2 separate regions of the Astyanax mexicanus genome follow, and region 2 is linked to region 1. A link is a contact called in public Hi-C data. All regions are on one chromosome and are shown on one strand. Each heading gives the region's core, a stretch centred on a gene start, on an enhancer-like site or on the middle of the called end of the contact. The rest is flanking DNA. Distances are from core to core; before and after follow the strand shown. Region 1 holds the start of adamts8a (ADAM metallopeptidase with thrombospondin type 1 motif, 8a). Region 2 has its middle 24 kb from the start of timm8b.

Region 1 (4,125 bases), core at 1,097-3,596:
GTCTGGGCAGAGATTAAGCTTAGTCTTGGACTACGCAGCTTTTTGAACTGAGATTCTCTACTGAAACACTTGGAACACTGGAACACTTTGTCCAGGACTGGAATTAACCCCTGCCAGGAAATCCAAACCATAGGTTTGCTTTCCACAGACAGGGATTAAGCATACTCCTAGGCTACATGTATTTTACAGTGGATAATATCTATTTAAAAAGCTGTGCAGTCCAAGTCTAGGCTTAATCCCTGTCCTGAAAACCAACCCTTCTTATGGAAAGTTCCTAGACATGGATTAATCCTAGTTTAGCCACACCTAGCCACACTTATTGCTTAACTTCAACTTAAGTTATTTATTTAGCTATTTAAAGCTATTTTAGAGTCTGTTTTCTGGGCAGAGATTAAGCCTAGTCTGGGACTAAACACCATTTTAATTTTAAATATAGTCCAGGAAACCAAACCTGTGTTGGACAATTTTCATCCACAGGGCTGTATTGTCCAAGACTTGTCTTAAACCTTTTTATGGGCAGTTTCCTAGACAAGAATTAAGCCTAGTCTTGGACTAATGTAGATTTTAAATTGAGATTTCCCATTGAAAGGACTACTGTATAATCCAGGAAACCAACCCAAAGTGCTGTATAGTCCAAGACTAGTTTTAGGCACTTTCCTAGAAAAAGATTAAGCTTAGTCTTGGACCAAACAGCATTACATTTAAATATAGTCCAGGGAACCAACCCCATGTCTTTTTCAATAGAGAATCTCCACCCACAGTGCTCCATAGTTAATGACTAGGCTTAACCCCTTTTATAGTCAGTTTCTTAGACAATGATTAAGCCTAGTCTTGGACTAAACAGGGTTTTAAATTTAAATATAGTCCAGGGAACCAACCCCATGTCTATTTTCATGAAAAATGTCTATCCAGCATGCTGCATAGTCCAAAGACGAGGTTTAACTTTTTTAATGGGCAGTTACCTAGACAAGAATTAAGCCTAGTCTTGGACTAAACAGCATTTTAAATTGAGATTTCCCATTGAACCCAACACCATGTCTCTTTTAAGGGAGAATCTCCATCCACACTTCTGTACAGTCCATGACTAGACTCAACTCTTTTAATAGCAAGTTTCCTAAACAGAATTTAAGACTAGTCTGGGACTAAACAGCATTTTGAATTGAGATTTCCTATTGAAAGGAAATATAATGTAGAATGTCAATCCACATTGCTGCGTAATCCAAACAAGAGGTTTAATTGTTTTTATAGACAGTTACCTAGACAAGAATTAAGCCTAGTCTTGGACCACACATCATTGACATCATTGAATTGACATTTAGTCCAGGACTAGGCTTAATCCTTGTTTGGGAATATGGTCTTTGGTGTAAAGGTTTATTTAACCTTCTCTTTAAGCACTGTTAGCTATACAGTAGGTGTTTTTTTTTTTTTACCTTAATCTCCTCTCCATAGAATTGAGTCATGGAGTAGTCCGCCACCACCAGCGTCTCGATGTATCTCGGGGATGAGACGAATCGTTTGTCCCGCTGTTTCCGGTCATCCCTCGCCTGCTGCTCATCACCTGGCCGCTGGTGAAGTTCGCTCTTGCTGGTGGAGGGGAGCACTCTTCTTCTGAGCAGGTGAGGCTGAGAGGAGGACCCTCTGTTCCCGGTCTCGGCGGGCTGGATGAAGTACTCGTCCCCTCTGGAGATGAAGGTTCCTCGGATGCCGCTGCACAGGCTGAGGGAGACCACGGAGTCCGGGTCTCGGTTCACCGTGCCCGAGTAGAAGCAACGCTTCAGCTCCTCTCCTGCGCGCGCTTGGGGCTCGGAGAGTTGCTTAGCGCTGATGCGCTGGATGCGTAAAGCCGGGGATACGAAGCTGCTGTCCGGCTTCAGGTCGAGCGTGAATACCTGGCCGTACGCGGAGAGTCTGAACACCTGCCTACCACCAACACCGCCGAGTCTACCGGGGCTCAACCGAACCGGTACCGTCTCCTCTGACTCTTCCAGATCACACCTCACAGATTTTACCAGCAGGACCACCAGGAGGACGGCCAGGACTGAATGAACTTGAGGAGCCATGGTAGAAAGATTGATAAAAAAACGTACAAAACTTTTTCTGACAAATAATAGTTTTCAGTGATTTTTTTCTTTTTTTAATCTCAGTTTATTTGCCTTCAGTAACCCAAAGGACACAGTTCTACACTTCTACCGTTGTGTCCATCAGCAGTAAAGACCCGCAAAGCTGCAGCTCCCCTGCCTCTATCCCGGCGTTGATAGCTCCAGCGTGTCCCGCGCCGCTATTTATACGCTCGTGATTCCGCTCGAACGTGCGCGCGCGCCCCGCTCAGAGCGCACCGCGCGGTTTTTTATTTTGGATGATGTTCACTCCCCCTCCTCGCTCGTGCCGGGGAACGCCAACGGTCCCGCGACTTCCCCGCCACGCCCCCTTCCCCGAACACGAGTACAGCCAACAGGCTGCCTCAGGCCACGCCCCTCCCGCGCCGGGATTGGCCTGTAAAGTCTCAAGTGCTGCGCAGGTGGGCGGAGTTTGCCGAAATCCTAAATACAGATGAGATGTAGATGTAGTGGTCCAGGAAAGTCTAGATTACACTGGGTGTACACAGTGTGTACAGTATTACTTGAAATAGAGATATTTTAATTCTTTGCTCTTTAGTCTTGTTTCTTTTTTTATTTATTAGGTGACAAAATTGTATCTGGTAGATAATATTCCCTGTAGAACCACGTTGGATGACCAACGTTTTCAAGTTTCAACAAATTTGCAATACAACATACTATGAACTTCTGAAAGTTCTAAACATATGGAAGTAAAATATACAGCTCTGGAAAAAAATAAGACACCACTTCAGTTTCTGAATCAGTTTCTCTGATATTGCTATTTATAGGTACATGCTTGAGCAAAATGAACTTGTTTTATTCTATATTCTACATAACTACAGACAACATCTCTCCCAAATTCCAAATACAACATTGTCATTTAGAGCATTTATTTGCAGAAAATGAAAAATGGCTAAAATAACAAAAAAGATGCAGAGCTTTCAGACCTCAAATAATGCAAAGAAAACAAGTTCATATTCATAAAGTTCAGAAATCAATGTTTGATGAAATAACCCTGGAAATTAATCAGATTTCGTGCATCTTTGCATGTTCTCCTCCACCAGTCTTACACACTGCTTTTGGACAACTGTATGCCACTCCTGGTGCAAAAAAAAAATAAAGCAGTTCATCTTGATTTGATGGCTTGTGATCATCCACCTTCCTCCTGATTATATTCCAGAGGTTTTCAATTTGCTAAAATCTAAAAGACACGTTTTAAGAGGTCTCTTATTTTTTTTACAGAGCTGTATGTGTTGTGTAGAGGTAGAGTTGGTATTCAGTGAATAGCTCTATTTGAGTAATGGTTTAATCCATATTATGGCAAGAACTACTTACCTAAGTAAAGAAAAATGATTTTAAGAAATGAAGGTCAGCCAATATGATACATTTCAAGAACTTTGAAAGTATCCTCAAGTGCAGTCACTGCAAAGACCATCAAACATGTTATGATGAAACTGGCTCTCATCAGGACTGGTCCCGGCATGGAAAAAAAGAGACTGGGTTGGAAAGAAAGACCAAGAGTTACCTCTGTTCCACAGAATAAGTCCATCAGAGCTACCAACCTCAAAACCTAAAAGTAAATATCGTTGCTGTTCATTGAAAAACACTTATGTCCAAAACAGCAATTTTACAGGAGAGAGAAAAAACCTTGTAAACTTTCAATGGAAGTCAGTGTAAAAAGAGTTTATTTCAGGTCATTTTGAAGTGTTTCTATTGGTCCGTTCATCAAAAATTTTTGGCACAGTGTAAAGGACACTTTGTTAGTTTAAATTATGTAGTAAACTAAAAATCGACAAAAATGGAGATTAGGGTTTTTCAAAGGACAGCGACTATATAGGAAAATAAGAAATATTAGAAAGTAAAATTTGTAAACAAACTCTTATTTCTGCTTTAGTCTGAAGAAACTTCTCAGAATGTAAATTTTTTTGAGCATTGATAGTTCTATATAAAACACTGTCTTTAGTAATTAAACAATAAAAGTTGCTTATGTACATATATGTGCTTATAGACAAAAGTGAATGTATCCACT
Region 2 (4,125 bases), core at 1,186-3,685, 86 kb before region 1:
ATTCATTAGAAGAAGTGTCCACAAACATTGGGACAAAGAGTATAGTATAGGACTTTACTATTCTCAGATTATTATTTCATTATTTTATTTATTTTATTTGTTGCAGATGCAGCTCATTAATCCTGAAATCACTGGGTGCCGGAGTCCCACTTCCTGTGTCCCTGATTTGACCTATGATCCTGATGGCGACAGGCTTAATCCAGCCGTCTCCTCTTTCCTTGCTGTGTTTTTTTTTCTTTCTAGTATTATGGTGTTATTTTCTTTCTTACGGCCACGAAAGACCTTTTACACATCTCTGGAAAGCTGCTTTGTGACAGCGTCGTAAAAAAACACTTTCTAAATAAAACCGACCTGAGCTGTTTACCCGCTGGCCGAATGTTAGCGCTAATTTTGGTGTTTTCAGTGGCAGATGGAATCATGGCTGTGAAAATGTGCGAAAAGTGGCTGGAGGAAAGCCTGCTGGGCTGATGTTGATGTGAAGGACAGACAGGCGGAGGGTGGACTGAGGATTAGGGTCTTGCACAGGGTCTGTGAAAGCCATCGCGGTGGCTTTCGGAGGCCAGAGAGGAAGCGCACACATGCTAGTGTCATTAGCCTCTCTCATCCTGGTGGCTTTGCTGAGGCCTTTTCTGCTTCTTCAAACATTTTTCTTATTTATGATGGGAAGGACCAGGACCAGGGCCCTGGCCGGACGCCCCCCCCTCCCCTCCTTCCCCTCCCCTGTCCCCCTTTTAGATGGCTGGACGTGGTTTTTGGTCGCTGACTGTTGCCACATTGGTGAGTCTCGCTGCACAGAGGTGGCGTCAATGGTGGTTATTACAGCATGGTGATTAGATTAAAGAAATGGGATGGGACACTTATGGAATGTATAAAAATATCTGAATGTTTTACAGCAGAAAACAGACACTTGTCGAGGCTAAAGCTGAAAAACAAGGACATTTTGAGATATTGTTCAGATCATTACAGTGATGCAGTGTTATAGTACTCGTATCCGCTCTATAAAGGTCTATATATGTCTATAAATGAGTGGTCTCTGTCTCATTTGGAATTGCTTTTGCTGGACTGCATACTCAGTTTAAATCACGCTGGAAATGTTTTATTTACAAAAATTACAAAAAAAAAACCAAAACATTAAAATAAAATTATTTTGTCCCTGTACAAAAAGAGAAAAACACAGTCAGATTGCACTAAATTTAAAAGAGAAAGTCTTTAGCCACGTATTAATTAAACTTTTTCAGTTTTAATTATTTAGCAAATTTATTTTTCTGCTAATTCCTTGCCTGCTAACCAAGAACTTCTGAGATAACATAGAAATTTTCTAACAGCCACCTGCAACACCATGTCAACCACTTGCTGAGGCCTTTCCTTTTTTCTCTTTTTTCAATGGTGGTTATTACAGTATAGTTATTAGATTAAATAAATGAGACAGGACACTTTCAGCATGTGTAGAAATGTCTGAATGAAAACAAGACAGTTGTTTAGTCTAAAGCTAAATAGTCATGCTTGAAATTTCATGACTTTCCAAAGTTTTCCCTGATTTAACTTTAATAGGCATCACTGCAGACCAGTGTTGAGGCCACAAAATATTGCCGTACAGGCCGCGAGTTTGAGACCCCTGATTTAAAGTGCTCACTGCAGAATACTGTCTCCCTCTGAGGATGAGTCTGCGGACCCCTAGAGAAACCCTGGTCTCATCCTCCCCTCCCTTGTGACTCACACACACACACGTGCCAATTTGTCTGTAAGCACGAAGTAAAAAAAAAAAGCTCATTGAGCGGCTACAGTAACGTGCAGTAACGGGGTGTCTGAAATGGTAACGCGTTACAGTTACAGTCAGAGTAATTAGTTAGATTACTCGTTACTGAAAAAAGTAACGGCGTTTATTTCAACGCTGTTACTCCCATCACTGCTGCAGACACTGCAAAAACTCCACCCACCACCAAACAAACATTAAAGAACTGTATAAAATATATAAAAGATATGCTGGAGTGAAAGCTTGCATTTCTCTATAAATGCAATAACCTGTTCCTTCAGAGTAAAAAAAAAAATGTTAATATATTGATTTTTAAAAAAAAGTTTAAGCAACTATTTAAACAGTTAAAGCTATATTGATCTTAAAGAGTCAACTATGGTGGGTCAAGCTGCACAGAGCTGCTGGTGTCTGTGATGGTTATTACAGGTTTGTTATTGGATTTTAAATATAAAAACAGGCCGTTGTGGACAGTGCTAATCAGGAAATCCTCAGAGCGTTACAGTGAAGGCACCTATATGACTCATCACTTTTCTGCGTCTGGATGAAGGAGGATGAGGATGTATCTCTGATTATCGAGTTCTGGCTGGAGAGACGGTCAGGAATGCACGCTGCTCTTCCAGCAGTGTGTGAGGAACGATGGGACGCCGGCCACGAGTTGTCCCAGAGCAGCGTTTGGCTGCCATGGTAACAAACTTTCCTTGGAAAGAACGGAGGATGCCGGGGCGGTTTACGTCAAAGCTGCTGGATCGCAGACCGTCACGACATTCAGCCTTCCTGCTCTCGCTCCAATGACCAAGACAGAAAGTGCTGCTATGAGTTTTACAGCATTAGACACGCACTCTGCTTTATTAAACATTAACTTATGATAATTCAGGACTGTAAATGATAATGTTACATTATTTAAACACGATTAATATTATTTTAACATATGTCACAAAAAAAAGAAGTTGAGTCGATTGCAATTTTTGCTGTTTTTTCACATTGTCATAAAAAATCACTTTGTTTCAAAATGTCATACTATATATTAAATAACCTTGAAAAAAATATTTTTACACTGACTTTTTTCTCAAAGTTAAGATTTTTTTTCCTTATTCTGTAAAGTTGCCAATTATTTATTTTTTTTAGAAGATGACGTCAATATGCAAATGACCTGTATAATATCATATTGTTTTAAATTAGCATGTGCACTTTGTGAAGAAATCACATTAAGTGTAATAGTTGGCTATTTTTAGTAACATTCAGTTAAAAGTCTGGTGAAAAGATTTGAACACTGTTGCACTTCTACAGTGGTTTGAAAAAGCTTTCCTTTATAAATCATATAAAGGTCTGTGGGCTGACTATGACTGTTCTCACCATCCTTCTCCTCTGATTATCTGAGATTTTTCTTGGTCTGGCATTTCGGGGCCTCAACTAGAACTGTGCCTGTGATCTTCCATTTCTTCACTCTGTTCCTCACAATGGAAACTGACAGCTAAAATCTCTGAGATAGCTTTTTGTATTCTTGCCCTAAACCATGATGTTGAACAATCTTTGCTGGGTTGTGTTTTGAGGCTCCCATGTTGCTACTCTTCAGAGAAGATGCATAATTGGATTCACCTGTGTATGAAGGTCAAGGGTCAATGAGCTTACCAAACAAATGTTGTGTTCCAGTAATTAATTAGTGCTAAAGGTATTTATATCAATAAATTGATAACTGTGCCCAAATTTATACACCTGAATAATTTAGTTTAAAGAATTATTGCACACTTTCTGTAAATCCTATGAACTTAATTTCACTTCTCAAATATCTCTGTGTTCTTCTGCTATATGATATATTTAACTGAAATTGCTGATCCGAATAACCAATGATTTATAAAGGAAAATCATGAAAATGATCATTTTTATACCCATCTAGCTAGTTAATGGTACACTGTACAGAGAGGAAACTAAGATGATCCCAAAATGACCGCAAAACTACCCAGTAAGACTTAGAAATACTTATACTTATACTTACTTATACTTATTATAAAAAAAAATAAAAAAAATAACTACAGAGATACTTATAGTGCTCAGATCAAAGCTAATCTATTCCATGCTGATAAAACACTGAATTTGAAGGAATTATATGGTAACTTTCATGTTTCTACTTAAAAATTATATAATTTCACCCGTTTTACCTTCAAAGAAAGCACCATACTTACTGCTGCGGGCTGTAGATCATCTCTTTTAGAAGCACCTCTGTGAGAGCAGCACTGAGCAGAGAACCCAAGAGTAATATTTAATAAGATGAAAGGATGATTTAAGGAGGATTTAGTGCTGTGCCGTAATTCAACAAATCTCCATAGCACTACCATGCTTGTTAAAATGATGTCATTTGTAAATTAACGGCAGGG

Evidence for each region. A called contact is a pair of places that touch in the nucleus more often than the background predicts.
Region 2: a Hi-C map of muscle shows a contact between it and region 1, with 14 times the contacts expected there. The contact joins the enhancer-like site here to the promoter of adamts8a in region 1. A contact is called at or near these places in 2 of 3 Hi-C or Micro-C datasets (both in muscle).

The regions. Positions count from the first base shown.
Region 1 is chr1:16,062,770-16,066,894 of AstMex3_surface, reverse strand. It overlaps adamts8a (ADAM metallopeptidase with thrombospondin type 1 motif, 8a), which reads right to left and starts at 2,346. Exons shown (of 9, transcript XM_007260489.4): 1 at 1,431-2,346. The coding sequence starts at 2,060.
Region 2 is chr1:16,149,056-16,153,180 of AstMex3_surface, reverse strand. No RefSeq gene overlaps it. Among protein-coding and RNA genes, the nearest start is that of timm8b, 24 kb to the left of the region's middle. Within about 2 kb of position 2,435, the one cell type or tissue checked has an H3K27ac peak away from gene starts, as active enhancers do.